Regions from separate parts of the Rattus norvegicus genome. Here region 1 is linked to region 2. The links are chromatin contacts, called in public Hi-C maps. All regions are on one chromosome and are shown on one strand. The core of a region is the stretch at or near the end of the contact, and the rest is flanking DNA. Distances in the headings are between cores, read along the strand shown. Region 1 holds the start of Ccnj (cyclin J). Region 2 holds the start of Tctn3 (tectonic family member 3).

Region 1 (3,420 bases), core at 849-3,348, 230 kb after region 2:
ACAGCGTTTGATAACACACTGCATCAAGTATAGAGAACTTCATGAATAATCCCCTCCCCTGCGTGTTCTGATGTTAGTGTCTTGGCCGCCAGAGCATGGCGGCTTCCCACTGCCTGAAGTACCCGGAATTACAAAGGCCTACCAGAGAATCTGGTCCCCCCCCCCTCACCTCTTGCAACCCGACTCAGGGTTCCATTCTCTGGCTGTGGGGGTGCCTTGTCCGGTTCACTTTAAAACCCTTGCTAGTCACTTCAAGTTTGGAGTATCTTTACTGAAGATGTAAATTGTCCTCCACTTTCCTTCCGAATCCGTTTTCTCCTGAGAACCCTTTTGCATTTATAGTCCCCTCTGTCTGGCACACCTCCGCCAGCTAGATACCCGGTCACTTACTTCCCCTCAGGCCTTTGCATGGCTTTCCTATCATAAAACAACATCCACCTAACTAGTCTTTCATTTTGGGGTTTTTTTTTCCCCTTTTCTTTTTTTCGGAGCTGGGGACCGAACCCAGGGCCTTGCGCTTGCTAGGCAAGCGCTCTACCACTGAGCTAAATCCCCAACCCCTCATTTTGTTCTCCTCACCGCACCTGTTACCATGTGGTATGGATTTATTTCTCATCTATTATGACTTTCTCTTCCCAGTAGAATGTAAACTATGGGATCACAACAATTGAGGTAACTTTCTGCCCAGCTCACTCTAAAGAAATGAAAAAAAAAGGGGGGGGGGGCTGAAGTTCCTTTTAGGACTCTAAGACCACCAGAGACATACACAGGCATGAACAAGAATGAATATTGGCATCTTATTATGAGCCATCTAAGTCTAGAATAATACATGCTTTCTAAACCAGTATCTCCCGGCAAACGTCTTCAAAGTAGAGACTGTAGGACAACCTGCTTATTACAGGATCACACAGACGATTACAGTCTGTGACCCACTTTTCCGAAAAGGTTCTTAAGAAGGCCTGGACTCTTAAGTCATTTGGAAGCCAAATTATCGCCATAAAGCTGCTTACTAGTCATGAATTGGAAACCGAGGACTTGGGTACTATTTAAATACCATAAACGACATGAAAATTTTAGTCAGATAACGTCCTTCTCCTCTGCCAGTAGCCTCTTCCCCAACTGCACCAGGCTAGGCTGGGTTCTGCCAACTTTCACGTGTACGCTTCCATTTTCTTCCCATCAGTTCCTGAATCCCTGCTTTCCCCGGGCATTGTGTAACATTGTCACACCGGGGTCTGCAGCAGTCCTTCCGGGATGTATGCAAACACCGGTGTGATAAGTCAGGCTCCCCGCCGTGTGCACTCATCTTTTTGTAGTAGCCCTTTGTCACTCTTCCTCTTTCTTAACAAAATATTCAAAGTAAGGGGTGAGGTCTCATGATTTATGTTTAAATATTGAAAAAGAGTCGCTCTATATCTGTGGACCCGTCTACTTCTTTTATGGTGGTCCACTTTCAAATATAATTGATGGGGTTTCTGTTACTCACACACCAATTCCAGCATCACCTCTATTGAGTGAGTGTTGTTCCCACCGTTTAGGGTTTCTTCATTGACCACCACAGATGGCCAATTACATCCATTATGGATTTGACAAGCCAGGTTGCTAAAGATGTTAATTCCAGTCGTGAATCGCTGAAGCGAAAGCAACAAGAAAAGCTGAGTTAGAAGAGCTCAAAGAGTACTGGGTTTAGAGGGGAAACTGAAGTAGAACTTGACAACCAAAGCGCTTTAGGGACTGGTAAGAGCTAAAGCCATTTGGAAGGTTTGGGGTTGGGGTTGGGGGGTCCGGGAGAGCAGCCCCTTGGAAGTGAGACAGCGGGCCACACCCGCGCCGCCCAGTTTTAATCGCAGGGCTGAGGCACCGCAACTTTCTCTGCCCGCACCCGGGACCGATCGGAGATTCTCTGCAGGTGAGCAGCCCTCGGGCGCCGACAGACAGCCTGGGTTGCAGAGCGAGACGGCCCGACACTAGGCGGGGGCTGTGGAGACGGACTCGCACCTGGCTCGGCCCGGCCGCCGATTGGATGGCGCGGCGCGACCCCGCTGTATCGCGAGAGCGGATTGGCAGCGCCGGGCGGCCCGTGCCCCGGCGCTGGCTTTGTACAGCGAGCCGCCTGCCGGTCCTTTAACAATGGGCGGCGCGAGCGCCCGGGTGCTGGGCCCAAGCTGAGGTGGGGGCTTCGCGGCCGACTGTCCGCGGCATGAACGCTGCCGGCGCCCCGCGAACGCCGGCCCGGCTGGGGCTGTGAGGGCCGCGGTTCCGGGTAAGAACCCGCGTGGGCCGGGCAGGCCTGCGGGAGGGCAGCGAAGCGAGAGGAGGCTCCGAGGCGCGCAGCACGGCTGCCGGCCCGCCCGGCCTTTTGTTCGTTGCTCCCGGGCCGCGCCGCGGCGGGCGCACCTCAGATCCCCAGGGTGGTGGAGCGTGCCGGGCTGTCGGCGCGGACCTGGCCTCGCGCCCTGGTCACCCTCCATTCCGGCGGCGTCCCGACAGAGTCAGGGCTCCTGCGCCTATGTGCGGGCGACTGAGTTCGAACCCAGGACTCAGAGAGCGCGAAGCGGGCCGTCGGGCCCTGAGCTTTCCGAGCTCGCACTTTTCTGTAGCTCGTGCAGCGGACGATTGCAGACTAAGCCGGAGCTTCCCAACTGGGTAGATCGGGCCTTACTGGCCTTGGAGGATGGCTTGGGGTCGGGTCAGGTGAAGATGAGCAGCCGCGCGGGGTGACCTGAGATCACATCCCTGGAGGAGGGGGCGCGCGGAGGGTCGTGGGGGGACACGGGGAGAGTTGCTGGCGGTGACCGCGTCTGGGGCGTGTCTTCCAGACTGAAGTTGCGGCGTCTGGCTGGGCGCGCCTCCGGCTTCCATGGAGCTGGAGGGGCAGTGGTGGCGAGGACAGCTGGCTGCGGATATTCACCAGGCGCTTCGGTACAAGGTAACCCCGAGACCCGACCTTCCCATCCCGGCTCTTGGGCTTCCTGGAAAGGCCAGTCAGGTTCTTTACTCTCTTCCTTCCAGGCCAGAGAAGGCGAGTTTGCTTATTTGTCAAAGTTAATTAACTTCTTCCTTCCCTCGAATGCATCAGGAGAACGTGTAAATGTGAAGAGAACTGGGGCGTGGTAGTTGGGAGAAGGAAGGTTGATGATGTTCCAGTGTTGCCATGTGGACCATGGGTGTGTGTGTGTGTGTGTGTGTGTGTGTGTGTGTGTGTGTGTGTGTGTGTGTGTGAGAGAGAGAGAGAGAGAGAGAGAGCGCGAGAGCCTTGTACTAGAAAATACCTTGCTGTTACAAGTAGCTGTTGTAAGCCCCATACATACTCCGTTCTCCAGCCTTTTGCCAAACTTGCCGTGAGACTTCAGACTACTTAATTTTCTGTTTCTCAGTTTCTGTCATCTGTAAAAGGAGAAATAACGATGGAACATTTCT
Region 2 (3,405 bases), core at 168-2,667:
TGATATCTGGAGGAAGTCATAATATTCACATAAACTTACAACCATACAAAGAACTCTGCAAATTCTAAAGGACTGTCTCAGAACTTCCAACTTCCCAGGACGGGCTCACTTGGGCAGATGACATTAGATTCTTAGGAGAGGTAAGATGTTCCCAATGTAAGAAGAAAGAAATTTAGGAGAAATTTAAGGCATAGCTTAAGGACAAGGAACATGAATTTGTCCAAAAGAAAAGAGCAGTATAAAATCATTAGAGAAAAGCTTGCAAGAGAAATCAATCAATCAATCAATCAATCATCCATCGATCAATCAATCAATGCTGATTGCCAGGCTAGAGTTGCTGAGCAGTATTTTAAAGGTGGTGGAGAGTCACTGGAGGTTTCTGAAATTACTAATGAAAGGAAGAGGGTAGTCGTAACATAGGGATTTGGAGGACAGGAGAACTCCAAAGACAGAGTCACGTCGTAATAAACGTTAAATGACAAGAGCGGCCAAACTTGTTTCTACTCACAGTTGTTCACACGGACGCAAAATTGTGTGATTCCACTGGAGTCCGTGAAAACTCTGGAAGGAAATGGGGAGTTGCTCCTGAAGACCAGGGAGTTGTCCACACATACCCAACTTGAAGATCTGTGAGGAAAGTTGAAGATACTGAGGAGGGGCGTGGAGTACGGTTAGGGAAGGGGCCCTACCCTACCAATGTCTGAGGCCACTAAGGGGGTCTGTGGGCAGAGGTACAACATTCCGGGTAATGTTTTACTGGATGGCTCAGCACTCCCGGGAAAGCCCAAGGGAATATTTTACGCGGGGATCTGGGGGTAGGAAACTCACTCTTACTTCTCAGCCAGAGCACAGCTCACCTTACACTACCAGGAAGGCAGAAGGAAAAGACTGTTCTGGGATGGAGAAGATCGCAGTCCTTATCGCAGCAGCAGTTTAAATCGCAGGTACCAGGAGTCAAGTCACAGACACAGATCGATAAGGCTATAAGTGAAAGAGGCAAAGCGAGGTGAAGCTCCCCAAAGTTTTCCCTCGCGGATAGCCCCATTGCAAGCTACGTAGCGAAGCAATATTGTCTACACAATTTTAGATCCGAGAAGTCAGTATTTCCATCCCGTATCCCGCCGCATCACCTGGGAAGGGGTCGGTGGTCGCGTTCTCGGGCATCGATAGTGTCCAGGGGGTAGGACTCTCAGACAAGTCTGGAGGCGCTGTAGTTGGTACTTCGGGCGTCACTGGCCCCAGGACCCAGGAGGTAGGCAGAGCCCGGGCTGTGGAGGAGGGCTGCGGCCGGGCGGCGTCAGAAAGCATCAGGCCCACTAGCAGCAGCAGCAGCAGCAGCAGCAGCAGCTGCGGAGTGCACATAAGGCAGCCGGGCCGCAGAGGGGTGCGACAGGAGCCCGAGTCTCCAGATAGATCCTAGAGCCCAGGGGTGAGGAGTCGGAGATGACGTCATCAGCTTCCATCTGTGCATTGGCTCAAGCGGGAGCCGTGTGCTCTTCAGCCAATGGAAGACCGTGTTGTTACGACCCGGCGCGTCCTTCTTGCTGCGCTCTCCTCCTTAGCGGCGCGCCGCTCCCGTTACCTGGCAACCGCTGGGAGCCCCTGGGGCTAAGGCGTCTTTGCCCTATTCTGCCGCTAGATGGCAGCTGGCATCAGGTTGGTGCCCTTTACGGACCTGGAGGAATTGAGTGAAGTCTTTGCTGAGGGGAAGACCCAGAGGCAAGAACTGGAATTACTTGTGTCTTTTGATCGGTCTTCCCAAGGTAAGAGACCCTTTCTGTGGAAAGACCGTGATTTCAAGGAGAAAAACACATAGAAAGTCACATCTCTTACGCGTGCCGGGAAACTGAGTACCGGATCGCCCTCGTTACTCCCTAGACTCAAGCAGGATCACGAGTTTGGGCCAACCTCGGCTACTGAGTGAGAGACTGTTCCCTAAAACAAAGACAAATGAACAAAGTCCCCATGATAGAGGCTTGAGAGATGGCTCAGCTGTTAAGAATATTTGTTCTGTCCAAGAACTGGGGTTCGCCTCCCAGAACCCACAGGGTGTCTCACAACTTTCTGCAACTCCATTTCCAAGGGATCCATTGCCTGTGCCATCTCTGGCCTCAGTAGGCGGCATCAGACACTCACAGACAGGTACACAGACACATGCAGGCAAAACACTCCTATGTATAAAATCTAAAAGAAAGTTTAAAAAAATCTCTCCACTGTAATACTATGGTATTTTTAAAAAGCACAGTAAAACAATGCTTATTTCAACTCCATGACAGTTTCATGTAGCCCAGGCTGAACCTCAGACTCAAGATGTTGCCAAGAATGATTTTCTGATCTTCCTGGGTCTAGAATTTCAATCATATAGGCCATCACAACATCTTGGAGGTCAAACTCACGGCCTTGGCTTCATGCACACCTGGCAAACACTCTATCAACTTAAATGTTATTTAAAAAAAAAATGCTTGTGTCTTTCAATCGGTCTTCCCAAGGTAAGAGACCCTTTTTGTGGAAAGACCGTGATTTCAAGGAGAAAAACACATAGAAAGTCACGTCTCTTACGCGTGCCGGCATAGTGGATCATATCAATAAAGGTGATCTGTACATTTGTTGCTAGAAAGTAGTAAGGGGAGAGGTTCAGTACAAGAAAACAGGATGGGAAAGAATTTGAGGACTTAGAGGAAGTTACATTTTCTGAGGCAAAAGTCAAGACTCAGAGGTGGAAATAGCCAAGGAACCAAGAAGAAAACTTATTGCTGGTTTTTTGTTTTGTTTTGTTTTGTTTTGTTTTTGTTTGTTTGTTTGTTTGTTTGTTTTTACCATTTTACCATTAAGTTTTGTGGCACTCTCTAGAATGTGTTTGCTCTTCTCAGGAGTGTCGTGGCCCTTCTGGTCGTCCAATAGCACAAACAAACATTCCGTATTTCCACTAATCTGAGACACAGACATGTGTGGCTGTCACACACATGATAGGCAGGCAATGTGCTTTGAGCTGTTAAATATTTAATTTTAAAACTGTCATTCGAGGTTAGATAACCTTGGGTGACTAGTAGCTATTGAAATGGGCAATTGCATTTGATCAAAACTCACCTGCTAGTCATCTCCCTGTGAGTCACAATCCCTACATCTGGGTTATTTTAATTGTTTGGGGGGAATTGGCCAGGGGTCACCTAACTAAGCCCCAGTCCACTCCTGAAAACTGATTGCAGATGCCTCTCTTTCCGGTGAATCTTCTGGGCAGATAAGATTTGGGACACTTGACATCTGAATATTTTCCAAGAGGACCTCAAGTTTTATGATGCCTTGGAGTTCATCACTTAAATATATCTCCATGCTCTAAATAGCCTCAATCATTTTTACCTGATTGGGTGGTTAACTATGTGAGTCTCAAGTATGGGTGCCTGTGAG

The links. Hi-C and Micro-C count contacts between places; a contact is called where the count stands out from the background.
Region 1: a Hi-C map of the A7r5 cell line shows a contact between it and region 2, with 2.7 times the contacts expected there. The contact joins the promoter of Ccnj here to the promoter of Tctn3 in region 2. A contact is called at or near these places in 5 of 12 Hi-C or Micro-C datasets (the A7r5 cell line, Schwann cells, frontal cortex and 2 more).

Annotation. Positions count from the first base shown.
Region 1 is chr1:249,606,893-249,610,312 of GRCr8, forward strand. Ccnj (cyclin J) reads left to right here and starts at 2,099. Exons shown (of 6, transcript NM_001106369.1): 1 at 2,099-2,263; 2 at 2,820-2,929. The coding sequence starts at 2,861. It overlaps Cc2d2b (coiled-coil and C2 domain containing 2B), which reads left to right. Exons shown (of 34, transcript XM_063280394.1): 34 at 1-2,002.
Region 2 is chr1:249,373,281-249,376,685 of GRCr8, forward strand. Tctn3 (tectonic family member 3) reads right to left here and starts at 1,418. Exons shown (of 14, transcript NM_001401840.1): 1 at 1,131-1,418; 2 at 858-981; 3 at 509-627. The coding sequence starts at 1,362. It also overlaps a transcript of Entpd1 not described here.